Linked DNA regions of Mus musculus: region 1 is linked to region 2. A link is a contact called in public Hi-C data. All regions are on one chromosome and are shown on one strand. The core of a region is the stretch at or near the end of the contact, and the rest is flanking DNA. Distances in the headings are between cores, read along the strand shown. Region 1 holds the start of 1600027J07Rik (RIKEN cDNA 1600027J07 gene). Region 2 has its middle 40 kb from the start of Gm32531.

Region 1 (3,886 bases), core at 1,005-3,504, 120 kb after region 2:
ACCCATCTATCTCTGGCACCCCTGCACTGGGGTTACAAGTGCAGGCCACCACTTCCAGATTTTTTTTTCCATGTGGGTGCTGAGGGATCAAACTCAGGACTGGCAAGACAAGGACTTTTCTTGACTGACTTGTCTACTGGGCTACCATTCAAGAAATAGTCACCCATCATATACCAGATACCAGGCTCTGTGTCAAGTCTCAGAGATGCAGCAGTGACCATGGAGTGACATTCTGTCATGGAGTGTGGAATGCCTGATCCTGGAGTTAGGTTAAAATGAGGTTCTTACAGGTTATTGCTTGTGCATCTAGCAAAGAACACTGTACCTCCATCTTTGTTTCTCCAGGACATGACAGAGTACCCAGTGCTGAGTAGATACCCCAGCATCATCTTTATGTCTGATTGAAGAGAGTATGAATAATTATAAGGAAACCAGAAAACCTGGCTCTGCCACAAATAACCTGTGTGATTTTAGACGAAAGCCAATTCCCATTCCAAAACATGACATTCTTACTGAAATATGAGCCAGCGAGCATACACTTATACATCAAACCTACTGCAATATCCACACTGTATTTTTCATGGGCGCAGGCTGGGAAAGAAGCAAAGCTCTGGGAAGGTACTAGATGAGGCTGGATTTGGCTTTAAAGTTACCAGAAAAGCCCCCAGATCTCAGCCAGATTCATCTGATCCTAAAAACAGGCCCACTGGCAAAGTAATAGCCCATCTTCGGATCAATCCCATCGATCGAACTTCATAACAAAGCCACTTCCCGAAAGACCACAGCTTAGTGGTGATGGCTGGGGTTTCTTGCTATCCTGTGTGGCTGTATCTCTTTTCTTCTGCAGTAATGAGGGAACAGGGGTGGGAGGGGATTTGAGGCGTGTCTCGGTTATGAATGTTTGACGTGCTTTGTGTTTATGGTATGAGAGTGACCTTTCTTCTTGCCCCAAAATAATTCTGCACTAGTGTGAGTGGAAACCACCCCATCCACCCCTTGCACCCCTCTTCCAGATGCACACTATTTGTTGTATGAACTAGACAAGACCAGGGCATCACAATGGTTCTTGTGAACAGAATGGAGCATGCCTTTAGAGAGAGGGAGGCTTTTCATACAGAAATGTCTGTGTATTATACCTCTTCTTGACAAACAAGAAGAGGAATTGAAATGTTTTTTTCCTCTAACCTACCATGTTTTAATATGTAAATTCAGAGTATCCCTTGAAAACAACGTCAATCCCAACTTACTAGAGAAAAGAGAGAAAATGTCGGCAAGACACGGACTGACTGAACTTTGCAGAATGGAACCAGCCAGTGACCCATCTGATACCGATCCATCTTCTCTGTAAAAACTCAGCAACCTCCTTATCATGCCCTTGCTAACCTCCAGGGTAGCTGCAAGGCATGTCTACACAGTCTCTATAACAGGCACGGAGACTCACCTTAATTCTCAGCGGCACAATAAAAATAAGGCTGGATCCTCCAAGGATAACCACAGAAAAGTGGAAAAACATGTCAATGCTAAAAATCCTGTCATCTCACTTGGAAAATGTGCCTTGCTCTGTGGAGATAGCCGTAACCCCACTCTAGCACTGGGCTTGTTACTATGATGTAAGCACTGTTTGGATTATAGCTTCCAGGACCACCCAGCTGACTCTCTGTCTTTTCAGATGACCATAGAAGACCAGGCATTGGTGTTGCACACCTGTATCACCATCACATAGGAGATGGAGAGGCCAAGAAAGGAAATCAGGGATTCAAGGACATCCTTGGCTACATAGCAAGTTCCAGGCCAATCTGGTTACAGTAGAACCCATCCCAAAGAATAAAAAGCAAACCCCCAAAAGATGGTAAGGGATTTCAGAAAAGAACAAGATGTGTGCTCTTACCTTGTATTCTGTCAAATGGTCTCTTAGCTGAAGATCATTTTCTCTCTGAAGTCCATTTAGGGAGTTTATATACTGCCAATATTCCCTCCCAGTGAGCTCCATTCCATTGCTTCTTCCAGTAGGTAAGTGGGTGGTAGAATCACATTGCACTTTGAGGTTCACAACAGTGTCTAGGAAAGATAAGATGGGAGAGAGGTACTTAGGGCTCAGGTGAGTTGTAGCACGAGTATAAGGATTGATAACACCAATTTGGAGGTCATCTGAAGCCACAGATCTCGCTGAACACACAAACACACACACACACACACACACACACACACACCAGCAGTACCAGCAGCACCAGCAGCACCAGCAGCAGCAGCTTCTCAGGCCCTGTCTCAGAGCCCGAGTTTTAATTTGAAGTGTGGTGTCTGACCCAACTGAAATGGAATCCAGGGAAGGTCGAATCCTATTAAGTCACCAGACCATAAAGCAGAAAGGTATAAAGTTGACAAATGGCTTCTCCCAGGGGCAGCAGCTGTGAGATACTCAGGAAAGCAGGACTCTGACCCAAGAACTGGCCAGCAGACGGTCCCGCATTCTTCCCCTGGGAGCTGCCACCCACTCTCTTCCCTGCAAAAAAAGGGTATGTGTGTTTAACAAGCTACTATTTAACCTGTTTATCTGTATTTTTCTTTTACAACCCCAATCGGATCTAGGTGTGTCCCAATGCTGGCCTAGGTCTCTGAATAATGACTGAACAGGTATTCCCTATATAAGGATTTCTAATGGTTATACATACACCAATTTAACCCTTGACACGTCCTAGCATCTTTTACTTATTTTCCTAGATAGGCCTGGAGGTTGTTAATGATATCAGTTAGGTGTCTTTGAAAGGAGATCTCTTAAATACAGTTAAGTATACTTGTGCTATGTTTTTAGGTTCTATCAGTCAGAGTGATTATTTCCAGGAAGATAAGTAGAAAAACATCAAAACCTATATATTTTTTTCTCACTGAATCTTCAAGGCATCTTCCTTGTAGCCACATCAGACCAGTATTGTAATCCCTGTTATAAAATAAAAAATTGTTCATCACACATAGTTATTCATCCAAGGTCAATAGTAGCAGCTCAAGTTGGGACACACAGTTCGGTCTTGCTGATTTAAGACTGCTTTCGTCTGCCTATGACGTGCTTTTCTTTCACATCTCCAAGCCCCTGCTCTATCCCAGGCTGCTTCTCTGAGCTCTGCGAAGCTGCATCCATCATCCCTCTAGAGCTTTCCTTGTTCTCACTGTGGAATAATAATCCATCCCATTCCAAGCCATCACAATGGAGTTTACAACTTTTCAAACCACGCTGAGAAGGCTGTAGGAAAAGCTGGACAAATCCTTTATCCCAGGCTTCAATATTTGGCTGCAATCCTTGCCCTTTTAGCCTAGAGGGGTCTTACTTGTGGCTCTACTGAAAATCACTGCTCTCCACTATTACCTGCACTCCCCAGAGCTCCTTAAATTGAGAATTTTGAATAAAAGCTATGATTTTAGTGCAATATTCAAGGCTTTAGCATTTGTCTAGAATATTTGTTCTTCCTGCCCAAAAGTCCCTTAGTCTTTACTTCACTGCAAAAACTGTCCCCAACTATTACTGGCTTACCCCAATTCCTTGAGGTGACCCCCAGTTCTCATATCAGATCCCTGAGTCAGATAAGCTATCTGGAAACACTTATTCTGCAGCAATACAAATAAAATATTTTCATACTTATGTTTAATATTTTTTAATTGTATGCTTGTGGGAGTAGAGAAGGTATATACATATAAGGGCAGGTAGTCATGGACACCAGAGGTGTCACATCTCCCCTAAACATGGAGTTACAGACAGTTGAGAGTCACCAGATATAGAAATTGAATTAGAGTCCACTGAAAGAGTAGTAAACCAAACCACAGCTCCAGCCCACCAAATTAAAATTCTAAATAGGGCTTCTAGAATTACATGAGAAACAGATATGCCTATCTCCCT
Region 2 (4,155 bases), core at 930-3,429:
GCAAAGAAAGGCTGAGCTGTCTTTATGTGAGAAGCTCCCTGAGAACACGGGAACTGCTGTCAAGGTTGAAACATGGAAAAGCTCCGTGGTTGTACAAACTCCATGGATCTAGGGCTGTGTGAAGAGCAAATGGAAGGGAGAGGATTGTGTAAGGGACAGTGTGTAATATTTTGTAGACTCCTGTTGGGAGCAGGGATACACAGTCAAATGCTCACTCTGTCTGTGCCTTTCCCACCATTTCTAGCATCAATTCTCATAAACAAAACAACCCCCCAAAACAAAACAAAACAGCATCAGAGTCCATGAAAAATCTTATTAAGAATATAGACAGTACTCAATTCAGTATTAGGCATTTTGCCTTAGCTGGTCCAAAGAAGGTCTTCAGAATTTTCATTTTCATGCCACATATATTATACAATATATATGGCTATATATCCACATGGCTGGAGATGTCAGAAGGGTTGGCTTCTACATTATCCAGGGTTGCAAATGACACAAACGAGGGACCTGGCCATGCCTTGTTACTGAGTAAGTGAGACTCCCTCACTTTGAGGTGATTCCTTCAGGTCAGGAACCCACAGCCCCTCGACAGGCTCTTCCTCACCAAAGTCTTCTCATCACACATCCCAGCTCCCTTTCCCACCCTGGACACACTCACTGTGGAGCCGCCTCCTCTTTCCTACGCTCCCGTGTCTTCACGGACACTGACTTTGACTCGGTCAGGACTTTTATCCCCCCTTGGCAAAATAATAGGATATTATGTTTGTTTGTTTGTTTGTTTGTTTTGTTTTGTTTTGTTTTTAAAACAGGAAATTGGCAAGAACAATAACACCGTGTTTGATTTCTGAGCTAAAAGTAGATTCTGTATTGTGGAGAAATTTAAGAGGCCAAAAACAGTGTAGGGCAACATCATCAGCTCTCTCCCCAACAGCAGCAACACCTGGACTCTCTCCCAGCATTGCTATTCCAGAAGCAGCATCATGCCACTTAGAGAGCTCAGGAACTGAGGAAACCTCATACACATGTTCTAGGCAGCTGCCAATCACAGGAGTTTGCATCCCAGTTTTATGGGGTGCATGCATCTATTCTGTCTCTGATGAGCCTGTGACTTTGAATACGGGCTGTCTCCTCTCTGACCTTGGGTTCCTTATCAGTAGGTTTCGGGAAAACTGTATTTTTTTTTTCCAGGAATGAAATTATAAGTCACTGAGATATCATTTGCAGAAAGAATTCTTCCCTCAGAGCAAAACTACCATTGGAGCAGAAAGAATGTCCTGGAGATTGGGGAGATAAAAGAAGGGGCTGGGGAGGCAGAGTGGAGGGAGCGAAGTAGGTTTATGGACCAACCCTGAAAGGAAAAACAAACAAACAAACAAACAAACAAACATGTGGTAAATTGAGAAAGATGGCTGAGGGGCTGAGGTCAGAGGGAGACAAATCGAATGCTGCCCTGGATTTAATAGAGACTGTTTTCTGCACTTGATGATGTGTCACCCAGAAGACAGGGACATTGGAGTTGTATTTTAGAAAACCTGAGGAAGATGAAAATAGCCTAGAAGAGGAGTCCAGAGAAGAGAACTTGGCAAAACTGTCAGAAACTCTGAGGGTCAGTGAGGATGGGAAGCAAGAACACAGAAAATATTTTGGAGGATGCAGGGAGGGCCTATTACTGATCAGAAATTACTTTGGATTAGCATATGCAAATGAGATCCTCTGGGACCAGCAGCTGCCTCTTCCTCAAGCATGCTGTCCCTAGCCAAACTCAGGGCTTTTAGTCAGCAGCTTTGCTCACAACCCAGCATCTCCATGTCCCATAGACTGTTTTGGTCCACTGTCTTCTTCCAGGCCTGAGCCTGGGGCTCCTACTCTCCGTCCCAGCCAAGGAGAAAGGACAACCACACAGAAAGAAAGGAAAGATTTTCTGTGTTTTTCTGCAAGATAAAGCAAGGTTATTTTTGGCCCGTTTTTTAGAGCAAATCAGATTTATTTTCTCTTTTTCTCTTTCGGAGCCCTGCGTCTGGCAGGCTTCATGCAGGGGAGTGAAAATTAGAGCTCACATTTTCAATGCCTTTGCAGTTTTTGCTCGGTGTCAGTTTTGTTTGTCTTCCTCTGGCTGACTGTCTTCCGTGTCTCCGGACTGCTGAGGTCTTCCAGAAGTTGCTTTCAAGCCAAAGAAAGTAAAACCAAGCTACCATGAAAAGGGTGGGGAGCTTGAGTCAGAGAGGAGGAAAGGAAGGAAGGGAAAGAAACTGTCCCCCACTCGGCATTTCGTGAAACCTCACTTCCCAGCCTCATATTGGCTCTGCCATTTCTGCTTGCCCCTTGATCAGAGAGACACGGGACTTTATGGGCATCTCCTAACATGGAACTCACAAATGTTGGGACCTCAGATACCTTTTTTTCAACATCCATACTGCTTGATTCATGGCTTTGAAATTTTGTCAGTGTGCTCTGAAGCAATGGACTCAGAGGTTATAAATTCAGACCATCAGTACCTTGACTAAGTTACTTGACCTCAATAAATCTAGGTTTTCTTTGTCTATGTACTAGAAGTCTGGATAGGATATCATGAGAATATGAGGGTCCTGTGGGATGCCTGGCACAGGAGCTTTGAGAACTGCCTAGTGTCCAACTGTTGGCTGACTTGGAGTGACTAGTGTGTGGCCAAGAGCATACATGAACGACTGATTTTTTATACCAGTGTGCTTATACTACTGAGTAGCTACTGCAATTTTATGATCCGCTCATGGTATTTAAAGAAGTTGTAAATTTCTTTCAATCCTTTTCCCCAAAGAACGTTTTGTTTCGTTTTCTTCTTCTCTCCCCCTAGAGCTTTCCAGTTAAAGCAGTTAATGTCACATGGAAGACTGTGTTAATAGCAACCAGGTGCTTTCTTGTTCAGTTCCACACATCCTTCTGTCCATTTTGGGGCAAAGTTACATGTGAGCGCTACTGGCAACTTTTTTTTTCTCTCTTAATAAAATACAGCATGACCATGACTTCAAACGCATCCCTCTCTCCTTGATGGTACTGTCAAAAATACAGCTTTTTTTTTTCCCTAATCCAACTCTTCCTATGTCTTTACTGATTTACTTGTCAATAATTTCCTACATGTATGGAATACATTCTAGTTCCATTCATCCATCAACACTCTTGAATGGAAACGTACTGCTTGCTAGAGAGGTTAGCTTCTGCGGTTATCACTCTATGAATACTGCTTAAAGGTTGGTGTAATAATGATTTTTTAATGACATTAAATGAATACATGCTACACTGAAACTTTTACTTGCATTACTTCCAGTCTTTACCTTGATCCTCAATTTTATGCTCATCCTCCTTAAAAACGAATACACTGAGAGTAAGTGATGAATGTCTTTCAGCGAACACAGAGAAGCTGTGACAATGATGTAGGATGAGCACCTTTGAGTGTAGTATATTTTTTTTACCATAAAACTATGCTGTATCTCCTTCTGCACAAGGGATATCTTCCTGTCTCCTCTATGCCTGCAATTCCTGACACATATGTATCCAATATCTGCAAATATTTGTTGATACCCACAGGTAAGTGCATGCATTCATTCTCATATATGTGTGGGTGCAGATTGCTGTTTTCCTCATGATTTGTGGAACATGTGACCCCCCACACCCAGGTTTTCCTAGCAATGGAAAAGGGTAGTAGTGTGTAGGCGGGAGATTGGGGTGGTCCTTCATTCAAAGTCTGCTGGGAGAAAGATCTCTGGAACACAGTAGAGGATAGCCTTCTGTATCCCTGGCACCTCTCATGTATCCCCGCTCTGACTGATGACCTCCTGGATGTAGTCTTTGTGTTTGACAATGAATTCCTTACTACTATCCTAAAAAAGTATCTGTCATCTCTTTACTGGTGTTCTCTATCCAAGAGTCTTGGTTTCCCAGGACTTCAGAGCACCATGCCCATCGTGCTCCCCCACCCGCTTACATCACAGTTACTGCAGCTCAGTTCTAAGCCCATTAGTACCAAGTTCACCATGCTTTAAGAAAATAATCAACTGGATTCCCCAAGCTTACCTAAAGTCATCTACTGGAAAATATTGGCACTGATCATGAGAAGCCCTTCTTTCTGCTCACCTTAGGTACCTAAGGGGTTAAAGTTTCCAAAAGTACAAAAGCATGCAT

Evidence for each region. Hi-C and Micro-C count contacts between places; a contact is called where the count stands out from the background.
Region 1: a contact with region 2 is called in a Hi-C map of nephron progenitors, with 3 times the contacts expected there. The contact joins the promoter of 1600027J07Rik here to the enhancer-like site in region 2. A contact is called at or near these places in 6 of 484 Hi-C or Micro-C datasets (embryonic fibroblasts, nephron progenitors and uterus).

What each region holds. Positions count from the first base shown.
Region 1 is chr8:103,345,280-103,349,165 of GRCm38.p6, forward strand. 1600027J07Rik (RIKEN cDNA 1600027J07 gene) reads right to left here and starts at 2,255. Exons shown (of 3, transcript NR_036588.1): 1 at 2,220-2,255; 2 at 1,889-2,058.
Region 2 is chr8:103,229,157-103,233,311 of GRCm38.p6, forward strand. No RefSeq gene overlaps it. Among named protein-coding and RNA genes, the nearest start is that of Gm32531, 40 kb to the right of the region's middle. Within about 2 kb of position 2,180, at least 35 of the 459 cell types and tissues checked have an H3K27ac peak or open chromatin away from gene starts, as enhancers often do. A contact at or near this core is called in nephron progenitors and uterus, where this site is marked.